Regions from separate parts of the Mus musculus genome. Here all the other regions are linked to region 3. The links are chromatin contacts, called in public Hi-C and promoter capture Hi-C maps. All regions are on one chromosome and are shown on one strand. The core of a region is the stretch at or near the end of the contact, and the rest is flanking DNA. Distances in the headings are between cores, read along the strand shown.

Region 1 (2,700 bases), core at 78-2,577, 430 kb after region 3:
AGAGTGTAATGCAGTTCACTGCCTCAAGAAAGTGTCTGTGTATCTTTTATTGGTAAATATTTATTTTTATTTTACTCATAGGCTTGCTTGCCTGTACGGATCTAAGTGTACCGTATGTCTGCAGTGCTCATGGATGCCAGAAGACAGAGTCAGATATCCGGAAACTAGAGCTCTGCATGGACCAAGAACAGCCAAACATAGGCTGCATCTCCTGGGCATTTCACAGTTCTTTACAAGCAGAGTTCAGATGAAGGATTTGCACTCAAGAGGAAACTAGGGGCTGTAAACGACAGCATTGGCTCCAGCCATCTGGCTTACTCGATCTCCTCTACTATCCAACATCCTTGGGCCTTGAGTTTATAAAATGTCACCAATCACCACCATTAGGACAAGCTACTCCGTGAGAAAACTCCATGTGCGATGACTGGGTGTCACTAGTGCCAGGCCGGAACCAGGGAGCCAACACCGTTCGTAACTAGTGACTACAGAACCATCTTGGGAGGTTCCCTTTGTCCATGGCCCTTGGAGAGGTGCCTGACTTTTAGCTCAGAAACATCTTTAGTCATCAAAGAGTCTGACAAAGAACAGCATAGACCGAACCGGGCTGGCGTCCTCTCATGGCCTCTGAAAGACGTTGGCAGCCGAAACTGGGCCACCGTTTAGTCATCCCCTCAGACCAGACGGCATGGTTGTGAGCCGGCTCTGGGTGGTCTTCATCCTGGGTCCGAGCTGAACAGAGCCTGGGGGATAATCAACAGCCTCACATGACCTAAGACCTCGGCATCTCGAGGTGGATGGGAGACACTCTGTCTCTCCTCCAGCCGCAACGCTGAGGAGGACGAGGGGGTGGCACAGTATTACCCTAGAATTCCAGAAAATTAGGAAGTCCAACCACCTCTGCTTTCCAAATCCTTTTTCTTTGTCATCTGTGTTCTGCCACCAGAAGCCTTTCGAGTCCCAGGGGGGGATATCTGGCAGAGAGGAGGGGGTTTTGTTGTGTGCCTTTCTCGTTTCTATTCATAGTTCTTTTCTTCTATTTTCTAGAATTATCCTGACCCAGCTCTCCTCCCTCCCTAGACTTCTCTAACATTCAAGCTTTGCCTTCCTCTCCTACCTCCCCCATTCCCTGTCCCTTTGGTTTTTACAGCTGCAAGCTACCCTAACACACCACACCACACACACACACACACACACACACACACACACACACACACACACACACACAGAGGCAAACACACACACCCCAGAACCCAGAAGGCCTCCTGTGGCAGCACCCTGCTCCCAGAAGCACCATAATCCTGTCTCTGCAGTGCCTCTCGTCACCATGGAAACAAGCATTCACAGGCACTACAGACAGACACAGCCATTACTGGCTGGTACCTGTCAACCCACATGTGAGTGTGTGTGCTTAAAATAGAAACTCTGCAAATAAAAACAGCAATTAGGGAGACCTGCGCATCTTTGTGCATATGCAGCGCGCGGCTGACAGTGGCTTCCCTTTCCCTTCATCCCGCTCCACTGCTGTTCTTCTTAGAGGTGTGCAGAACCAGATAGCAGCTTCTCCCTGGAAACAGCATCCCTGGTAAGGGGATTAGCCCTCCGATTAGCCCTCCGCTGGGACTCACAGGTTAGGAGGATCAACAATAGCAGGTGTGACATGGGCAAGGCCCTCAGAAAGGCTGACACTGGCTCCTGTGCTCTGTGCAAAACAAAATATGGAGAAATGAAGCACTGTAAGTGTGAACTGGAGAGCAAGCGTTGAGGAAGTGGCAAATGAGTTCCAGGCGTCAATGGCCGGGAAGCACATAAGGCGACAGAAGAAGCCTCCTTCTTCCACATGTAGAAACTTCGTTTGACAATTAGCAAAGGTGAAGTTACTCAAAGGGACAACTTTCCCTGGCACTGGCCATTGGTAACTTCCTGTCAGGTCCTTTTTCATGTCACTGCAAGGGAGGGCTTTGGCCTTGTGTTCTAGAGAGACACCGGCTGTAAGGGGCCTGGAGTCTTTGTGGTCTCAACCCTCCTTTTTCCCACCTCTGGCAGGCACACAGTGCTAACTAGCAGACGGGCAGACCTTTAGGTGTTCACTCTACAAGCAATACCTGCCTCAAAATAAAAATTAATGTTATACAGACAGTGCAGGTTATATTTAGGAATGAGTATATGAATACATATATATATATATATAAATGTTATACAGACAGTACAGGTTATATTTGGAAATATATATATACATAATATATGCAGATATATGCATGTAATAACAACTAGTTAAAAGGGTATGGATTTGAAGGAGAGCAAGGGAGGGTACATTGGAAGGTTTACAGTTCAGAGAGAGGGATTGGAAGGGAAAATTCTGTAATTGTGAGATATCACAATCTCAAAAAGAAAAGAGAAAAATTTAAATATATTCCAAGGAAGAAACAGTTTAGCAAGCAACCCACAATAGTACAACAGGATTGCCCTTCCTTAGAAAGGTTATACTCAGAGCCGGGATGTGGCTCCAATGTTGACCCTGGCATGCACAAGCTGGGGTTGGATCCCTAATACCACATAAAGCAGGCGTGGTGGTTTATGCTTGGAATCCCAGGAGGGAGCAGGGAAAAAAATGGCAAGCAGGAATTCGTGATTTGCCTAACTTTAGCTAGCTACAAGGTATTCAAGGTAGGTATAGCCAGACTGGGGCCAGCCTGGGCTAGA
Region 2 (2,700 bases), core at 134-2,633, 360 kb after region 3:
AATGCAGGAACCCGCATAGCAAACTTGCCTGGGAATATTCTAGTCTCAAAACAGTTGTTTTCTCTATTATTTGGGATTTAATAGGTTTCTTCTTGGCCCTTAAAAAATCTTTACCCCATTTCCTCCTATTTCATCCATCTACTTCATGAATGTCTAAGTTAATAATAAAGAGCCATTTTGGTGCCATATGGCTCATGTCAGCCAAACAGTCGTTAATATGTTCTAAGTAACAGGATATTGTAGTGAATGCAGTCAGACTGATTTCAACCTAAAATGCTGGAAGTTACACACACAGACCAAATACATAATCCACATATCACCCTACACACAAAATACACATAAACATACCACATATCAGACAATACACAAACATATGCAACTCATACACATATTATATACATGCACACAATGCATACACACCCTAAAAACACATACATACATACATACAACATATACACAAAACATATACAACTCACATATACATACATACACATGCAATACAACTCAATACAGATCTTTTACATACATATACATACATCCAACATGTATCCAACACATATTCTTTATATATATATGTATATATATATGTATATACACATACTATATGTATGTATGTATATATATATGTATATATATATATATATTACACATTTACACATACAAACAAACAACCACCATTCTACACATGTGCACACACACACACACACACACACAGACTTCAGAATGGAAACTTTCTACTCCTCTCAAAGCAGTTTTAGAATAAGATCTCAGGAGAAAAAGTGAAATGTACCTTATAACAAACTACTAAACACCACAGAACACATAATTTCTATTCAAAATATAAGTCCACTGCTGATCTATTTGCCCCAAACCAAACAGCTCACAAATTCATAGGCAGACAGAGCCCACAATATCAGTTCTGTGAAAGTTAGTGAATTATATCTGATAGAGTATTTGATCTTAGGACTTATTCATGTGGCTGGTTTCTTTCCAGTAGTTTGGACATCAAAAGGGGCCTTAAAATATATCTTAATATGTTCCCTGGTAGGTATAAATCCCTACAAAAGCCCTGAGTTTCATTTGTTTCTCAGGAGCTCAAAGCTGAATGCATACAGGCCACAGAGGAGCAGAGTATTTCATCACTAAGGATACTCCAATCTAAATATACATCAAACAGCGTTTCAAGTGGCTCAAAATACCACAGGACATTTTTAGTAGCAGCAAGGCTTCACGAAGTAGTGGTTTTAGTAGGGAAACCTTCTAAGTCTCAAAAAGGGGGGGGGGGGCTTCTGTTGATGATTAGCCTTTGTTGTTCTGGTAAGAGAAAGGGCTGGGTTAGCAAAGGGTTAAATGCTGGCTGGGTGGAGACTTGTGGTTATAGCTCTTCTGTTTCCATCCCTCCTGCCTCTCAGAACAAAAGAGTCAGACAAAGAAGGGGGATTTGAAGTGCCAGGAAGTGTGTTCTGGGAAATAGAGTACGAAAGTCAAGGTGGAGGAGGTGAGGAGGCACATTTTGTAGTAGTAGTAGTAGTAATAATAATAATAATAATAATAATAATATAATGTTCTTTTCTTTCTGAAAATTTCATCCATGAACACAATGAAATACAATCTTGCCTATCCTGATTTTCCCACTCGATCTCCTCCCACATTCTCCCATAATTCCCTGCTCCCAATGTCATGTCCTTTAGCCTAGCTAGTGCTGCACACATGTGCGTGGTGTGGGGCCATCCACTGGAGCATGGTGAAGCTACCAGTGTTTGTACTTAGTAAAGAATGATTCTCCCTACCCCTTGCACTGTCCACTGCCAGCAGCATCTCAGTATAGGGAGGGGCCTGGAGATCAAAACTGGCTACACCTGGCTTTGGCTGACTCGATCTTAGCTACCATAGGCGATGTGAAACCAAGCCGGGCAATAGACTCATTGCGCCCAGAGGATAGTGCTCCTCCCCATCCTCCAGCATTTTCATTTTTTCTGTACTTGTTCCCTGAGTCTTAGAGGTGTAGGGCGGTGGGTTAAATATAGATGTCCCATTTAGGGCTGAGACCTCAGTGCCTTCTTCTCCCACTTTGATCAGTCATGTATCTCTCCTACTGACAGCTGTCCACTGCTAAAATGAAGCTTCTCTGACCAAGGTTGAGAACAACCTAGGTCGGCTAGTGCCAGTTTGCTTCAAATTGGTCTTGACACTGATAAGGGGAGTTATCAATAAAGAATGAAAACGTGACCCGGAAACTGCAGGGGAAAGATACTGATATCCTGTCCTTGCTCAGTTGTCTCTGAGGAATAAACAAGATGAATAAATAAGATTCCTTATCCAGAGAGGGAAACAACCGTGGCTGTGAGAAAGGCAGGTTGGCACTGGTTTAACAACAGTGGGGAGGAGTCCTTAGGACTTAAAGCAGCCCAAAAAGGTGATGGTGACATCAGAGGCTGGGACACTTTGAAGAGAGCTACTCCGTATCACTAAAGTTCCATTGTCTCAGTCATCAGTACATCCCCTCTTACCACCAGATTCAAGGGCATGGCTCTGGGATCCAGGCTCAGTGTGAGTTAAACAGGTGAGCCATGAGTCAGCCTAGGACCCTTCCCAACACCTCCAGTATCGTTACTGTGATGAAAAAATATTTTATTTATTAAAAGATCGTCTGTAAAACAAGAGAATAGAGCACACCTGCATATAAGCAGGGGACATCAG
Region 3 (2,700 bases), core at 81-2,580:
GCACTCGTAGGACACCAGAGTCTTCATGTGGTAGTTGTTCAGGGGCTGGCCTGGCAACTCCAGGTGGCGATCACGCAGGGTTTTCAGGATAGAGAGGCATTTCTTCCTGCAGCCCCCCATCTGCAGTCTGTTCTCGGCCTCTGCAAACTGCAGCACCCAAGCATCGCTCTCAGCCGAACTCTGCTTGCCGGCCAGGGAGTGGCACTCCTTGGACAACAAATTGAACCCTTCAGCCTTAACCTCTGCCACCCGGTTGGGTCCTGGCCAGGGGATGTGGGGAAGCGGCCAGTGGGCAGCACTCCGCGGCCAAATCCCGGTGCATTTAAAGGCCGGGGTGATCTGCACCACATACCTATCTCGGATTCTCAGTTTCACTTCGCTCGTGTCAGCCACCATCTTTACTACATCTCTGTAGCTACACTTGTCCACCGCCTGAGCCACCAGTGTCTGAAACCTGGAACGGATTTTGCGTGCCGAGAGGTAGCCAGAGGCGGTGATGAATTCCACCCAGAGGGACATGCTCCTCTTGCGCCCATCGCTCAGTTTCAGCACCGCACAGCCAGGCAGGGAGCCGTCGTCCACGAAGTTAAACACCCCCATCTGGTTCAGATAGAGTACCACCTCGAACTCGGTGGGAGAGATAACCTCCAGGCCCTCGTAGCGGTTGTCCATCTCATTGAGGGAGCTGATGAAACGCGGTTCCTGCACTTCAACCTCCTTCAGGACGTCGGAGACCACTTTGCAGACTTCCCGGATGGTTTTGGCGATGGCAGCTTTCCTGGCCTGGCATTTCTCGTTGTAGTACTTATTCAGGTGGTAGACCAGCTTGGCCTGGGCCGCGATCATGTTGGGGCAGAGATCCGGATTGTACACCGGAGTCTCGCAATAGGCTGTGGGATCCAATGCGGCTGCTAGCGCTGGAGCCAACTTCGGTGGAGAAAGGGGACCACGCTCAAAAGGCACCGAGCCTCTCTCGGACTAGCTGCAGCAGGGGGCCGCCCTGCCCTGCTGGCCTTTTTTCCCCCGCTCGAGACTAGCGGGTCTTAAAGTGAAAGGCTGAGCTCTCCCCTTTTCTCCCCTCCGCTAAAGAATCCGTGTCAGAGAGAGACGCGTGGAGAGAGCACCTTCTCGGTAATAAAAACAAAAGTTATGCTGAGACCCAGCAAAGCTCTTCCAGTAGTCAAAATAATCACCCCTTTCCGTATTTATTTACGTTTTCCCGTAATCATGGTGTGTGCAGGACTGTTAATCAGGTAGAGGAAAAGTGTGCAGAGTGTGCGTCGGGGGTGAGTGTGTGTCTGTCAGAAGAAGCTGCTGTTGGTTTGTGTAAGAGCCCAGATGCACTCGTGTGGAAATTATAAAGGCAGGGCCAGGCAGGCGGGCGGCCAATCGCCACTGGGCTCGTCACGACAGCCTCCTCCAGCTTCAGCCCGGCTAATTAATCCCCCCTCGTGGATAGAAGCATAGAAACCAAAGGTAGGAAACTGCTGCCGGCAGAAACCCACCCAGGCCACCTAGACAGGTTGAAAAGCAAGATGAAATCTCCCAGCTTTGGTATAACTTGAAGCATATTGACATTTGGAAAAGACTTGGTGAAGACAAGTGGTTCTCTTTGCTGAAAAGCCCACTTGTCTGTTCACCTCTGATGAGCTATCCAGTTGTACTAATGGTCATCCACCAATTAGCGAAGTCAAAGGGGCTTCTAGAACAAAGTCACTAACTTGCATTTAGAGTAAGGTAATTAATGCCCGTTAATCCCTGGGGTCTTTTTAGTGCAAGTTAGAACTTTGCTTACTGACTGACTGCTGGCTTCAGCTGGGGGAGTTCTTTAGTCTTCACTCGTGTTCGTGTTCGCAGTCAGAATGTTTCCAAACCTTAGGCAGAGTCTCTTCTCTTTTTAACCTAGGTTTTCCCCATTTGCATTTGCTGAGAGGAATTTAAGAAGTATTGCTCAACGGAGTCGATGATATCTACCCAACTAAAAATGGAGCCTTTTAATTAAAACAAGTTCACCTGTTTGCAGTTTCCCTTGTCTGTAGCTAGATTGGCCAGTGCTGAAATACCAGACAGCAGATAGGGCTGTATGCTGTAGTGGAAACACTTCCTGAAGGTGTTTTCTGAGATTTAGAGAAAGCTTGAGTGCCATCTCATAGTGAGCTGTCTTGTAGAGAAGGATCTAGAGAATTCACAGAGATGAGCTTGCTTGGCACTGGAAGGTGTGGCCATTACAGTTTGTTTGCCCCTGCAGGCTTAAAGATGGATCTTCCACCTCAGAAACCCTCAGTGGTGACCAACAGTAGGTTCCTAATCTTATGGGATGTAATAATTTGATTATGAGAAAATGGCTAATGGCTTCCAAAAAAAATAATTTGTAACCATTCAGGTTAGGGATTTTTATTATTTATTTAAGTTTCATCTTGGAAATTTCAAAGAAATGAGCTTTTCTTTTTGGAACCTGAGGAGCTTTTGGATTTTGGAACCCTAGGGAGGGTTTTATAGGTCGCTCTTCCTTCCAGTACCATGACCAGTTGAGTCCTCAGTGCACATGAACTAAAGATAGGGTAGTTAGGGCTTATGTCGTAGTTTTCAGTTCTCTGCCTTTAGTACAAAGTTCTGTTAATTTCAAATTAAGAGAATTTTCAGTGCCCGGGTATGGTAGCACCTGTGTACGCACTGTTAATGGGCTACTGCTGAAGACTC
Region 4 (2,700 bases), core at 140-2,639, 310 kb after region 3:
GGCAACCAGTGGAATCCATTTCCACAAGACAGAACTTCAGGTTTGTGGAGACAAACGGGTCTGCTCTCTCAATTTGCACATGCCCATATTTTCTTGTTCATTATGTGACAAAGATCTGGGATTCTTCCCCCTCCTGGGGATACATCCAAGCTGTCAATCTTCTCTTTAACCCTGTTACTCAAAACTAAGGTAACTGGCTGAGTGTGTTCTGATCAGCTTTCAACCTGCTTTGTGCCCAGTAAAGAATTGATTCACTTCAAGATCACAGCGGCTTCTCTGTGGTGCCAAATTTTAACATTTTACCAGCCTAAGAGGTTAACCCATCTTCCTGTTTGATAGGTTGATTTTTATCAACCAAACACTGACTCTTTGTGTTAAATGCTATCCTCAATGGTATTTGTTTATTTTATATTCATTTTTCTCCTACCGTTACTTTTTGGATTTTGATTACCCACTCCGTTTCTTTTGCTTCCTCTACTCTAGTAATTTGCTGAGGTTTGGTCTGTTGCTGTGTATTGCAATGCTAAATCCTTTACCAGAAGGCCTAGGCCTACAAGTGAGTTCTCACTTTTATAAGCTTTTGTTGTGCAAACCTTGTTCCTTAATTTAATACTATTGGTTAGATAAAATTGGCTATAGCCAATTACTGGAGAGATTAGAGGTAGGTGGGTTTTGAGTTACCTGGTAGGAGATGTGGAGGAGAGCAAGAGAGAGAGAGAGAGAGAGAGAGAGAGAGAGAGAGAGAGAGAGAGAGAGAGAGACAGAGAGAGACAGACAGAGAGACAGACTGAGAGAGACAGAGACACAGAGACAGACAAAGAAAAAAGGGAGGAAAGAAGGCAGGAGGAGGAGAAGAAGAAAGAAGAGGAGAAGGAGGGAGCAGCCATGAGGGAAGATACCGTGAGCATGTGGCCAGGAGAAACAACAAGTATCTGGGGTACACTGGTGAGGAGGTAGCCAGGCCAACAGTTAGAAGAGTAGAAGCTAGTGGGGGTGGGGTGGGTAAGTTTAAGCTGGTTACACTACAGTAATCAGCATGGGTCCCTGTGGTAGTTGTTATAACCTGATCAGGTATACTTACACACTTGTCTCTCTTGGAAGATTTTGATTCTGATTTGCATGTCTGGCTTGAAAACAGTAACAAGCACTTTAGAACTGACCTAATGAGATCAGCCAGTCCTTCATACTGACTGACAGGCATTCATGAGATTGCTTCTAAATGAAGTTGTTATGCCTACTTTCATTGTAAGCAGACAAATCTCTGTAGAAGGTCCACACTGGTGAGACTTTATGGCGATTTCAGTTAGTTTGCTAACTGGAAGGCATCTGGGCCTATAAGAGCCAAACACGTGGTTATTTTAGAATTTAACACAATTAGCTGCTCAGAGAGGTGCCTTGACATTTGAGATGTTGTCACCTCCCAGCAGATTTAATGGGAACCATTTGGGCAGGTTGCTGACACCTGGAGGCTTTTACAGAACACCTTCCTAAAAGCACTGCCCTGCAGAGCAAGAACACACCGCATGCACAGTGGTTTAGCCTGGGATCACATAACAGATGGGGACAGACGGTGCATACTTTTTGAAGTAAGTGAGAAAGCTGAGCTAACAGCTCTGACCACATTTTACCAAGATGTAGCTGACGGCCATGCGGTCAAAGAAACAGTCCATTTTTAAATGTTATGAGTTACTGATGCCATCTGAATGAATGTTGTCACTCAGCTGGAGTCCACACTGCATTGAGATTTGGAAAATATCCAATCAATACAATTGACTCAAGCAGTGTAGACAAATCTGTCACATAACCAAGCTTTGGCTGGGTAATGGTACCATCTCCACAATCTGCCTTGACGGACAATTCTTTGATGTGAAAGGGGTTGAATAGAACCAAGAAACCAAGTGTGCTCACCCTTGTTCGATTTCTGAATTATCTTTGTAAAGGAAATATATGGAATAAATGCTTCACAGGCTAACCATTGTCTGGGGAATCTTGATGTTAGGTCTACAGAGAATTTGAAGACAACCCAATGTATTGATGTTTAAAACACTACTGTCCATGTGGGACATTGGAGACTAGTATGAGTTCATGAGATATAGAAAAACCATGCATTTATTTACTCCCTGAGTGGTTAAAGAGAGAAGGCTGAGGCACCAATTGGCAAAGAATAATAGTGGCGCACTCTTGGAAATAAGACAGGCTCTGTCTACATTCTTGATAGTGGGGTTCAGCTTAAATAAACTATGAAATACACAATCAAATTAATGACTAAGGATATTTAAAAATCCATAAAGATTCAGTCAAGCTATTTAAAAGGCTGAGGAATTATTACTCGGGAATTGGTCTGCTGATAGGAGGAACACATGAAAATGTAGATCTTAGATTATATATTTGCTAGAAAGACCATGGGAGCTAAGATTTCAAAAGTGAAAGAATGTGTTTACAGTTCAATCTTGGATATACCAAGTCATCTCCTTTGCCTCTGCTTAAAATGCTTAGGCAAAGATCTCTACACCTGTCCAGAGCCCATTACACTGTACAGCCAAAGCCCCTGTCCATGAGCTACTCACACAAACTCATAGTTTGGAGGGGGCTAAGGGAGTCAACTCCGTACCCCAAGGGTTAGAGTCATTCTTGTAGAAAGTTACTCCTTAGGCCAAGTTTGTAGTCTTTAAGGAGGAGAGCTTGTGGCTCTCCCAGGAA

The links. Promoter capture Hi-C pulls out the DNA fragments that hold promoters and counts their contacts. A called contact is a pair of places that touch in the nucleus more often than the background predicts.
Region 1: a promoter capture Hi-C map of maxillary cranial neural crest shows a contact between it and region 3, with 5 times the contacts expected there. The contact joins the enhancer-like site here to the promoter of Mab21l1 in region 3. A contact is called at or near these places in 8 of 39 promoter capture datasets (the 3T3-L1 cell line, 3T3-L1-derived adipocytes, cranial neural crest and 5 more), 1 of 15 datasets of contacts at CTCF or cohesin (the NIH/3T3 cell line), 1 of 484 Hi-C or Micro-C datasets (Th1 cells), 7 of 115 datasets of contacts at active chromatin or transcription factors (craniofacial prominence, embryonic forebrain, embryonic hindbrain and 4 more) and 1 of 9 other capture datasets (embryonic stem cells).
Region 2: a contact with region 3 is called in a Hi-C map of Th1 cells, with 2.5 times the contacts expected there. The contact joins the enhancer-like site here to the promoter of Mab21l1 in region 3. A contact is called at or near these places in 5 of 39 promoter capture datasets (the 3T3-L1 cell line, cranial neural crest, embryonic stem cells and 2 more), 1 of 484 Hi-C or Micro-C datasets (Th1 cells) and 4 of 115 datasets of contacts at active chromatin or transcription factors (craniofacial prominence, embryonic hindbrain, embryonic limb bud and 1 more).
Region 4: a promoter capture Hi-C map of second pharyngeal arch cranial neural crest shows a contact between it and region 3, with 5 times the contacts expected there. The contact joins the enhancer-like site here to the promoter of Mab21l1 in region 3. A contact is called at or near these places in 8 of 39 promoter capture datasets (the 3T3-L1 cell line, 3T3-L1-derived adipocytes, cranial neural crest and 5 more), 2 of 15 datasets of contacts at CTCF or cohesin (both in the NIH/3T3 cell line), 2 of 484 Hi-C or Micro-C datasets (brain and cerebellar granule neurons), 8 of 115 datasets of contacts at active chromatin or transcription factors (the NIH/3T3 cell line, craniofacial prominence, embryonic hindbrain and 5 more) and 1 of 9 other capture datasets (adipose tissue).

The regions. Positions count from the first base shown.
Region 1 is chr3:55,350,563-55,353,262 of GRCm38.p6, reverse strand. All of the region lies in intron 3 of Dclk1 (doublecortin-like kinase 1), which reads right to left. Among named protein-coding and RNA genes, the nearest start is that of Gm25132, 47 kb to the right of the region's middle. Within about 2 kb of position 1,327, at least 70 of the 459 cell types and tissues checked have an H3K27ac peak or open chromatin away from gene starts, as enhancers often do. A contact at or near this core is called in embryonic forebrain, where this site is marked.
Region 2 is chr3:55,418,119-55,420,818 of GRCm38.p6, reverse strand. The region is part of intron 4 of Dclk1 (doublecortin-like kinase 1); the gene reads right to left. Among named protein-coding and RNA genes, the nearest start is that of Gm9831, 16 kb to the right of the region's middle. Within about 2 kb of position 1,383, at least 16 of the 459 cell types and tissues checked have an H3K27ac peak or open chromatin away from gene starts, as enhancers often do. A contact at or near this core is called in Th1 cells, where this site is marked.
Region 3 is chr3:55,781,140-55,783,839 of GRCm38.p6, reverse strand. Mab21l1 (mab-21-like 1) reads right to left here and starts at 1,330. Exons shown (of 1, transcript NM_010750.3): 1 at 1-1,330. The coding sequence starts at 846. The region is part of intron 41 of Nbea (neurobeachin); the gene reads left to right.
Region 4 is chr3:55,472,105-55,474,804 of GRCm38.p6, reverse strand. All of the region lies in intron 6 of Dclk1 (doublecortin-like kinase 1), which reads right to left. Gm31443 (a long non-coding RNA gene) reads left to right here. Exons shown (of 2, transcript XR_003954477.1): 2 at 1-2,700. Among named protein-coding and RNA genes, the nearest start is that of Gm31443, 9.7 kb to the left of the region's middle. Within about 2 kb of position 1,389, at least 6 of the 459 cell types and tissues checked have an H3K27ac peak or open chromatin away from gene starts, as enhancers often do. A contact at or near this core is called in second pharyngeal arch cranial neural crest, where this site is marked.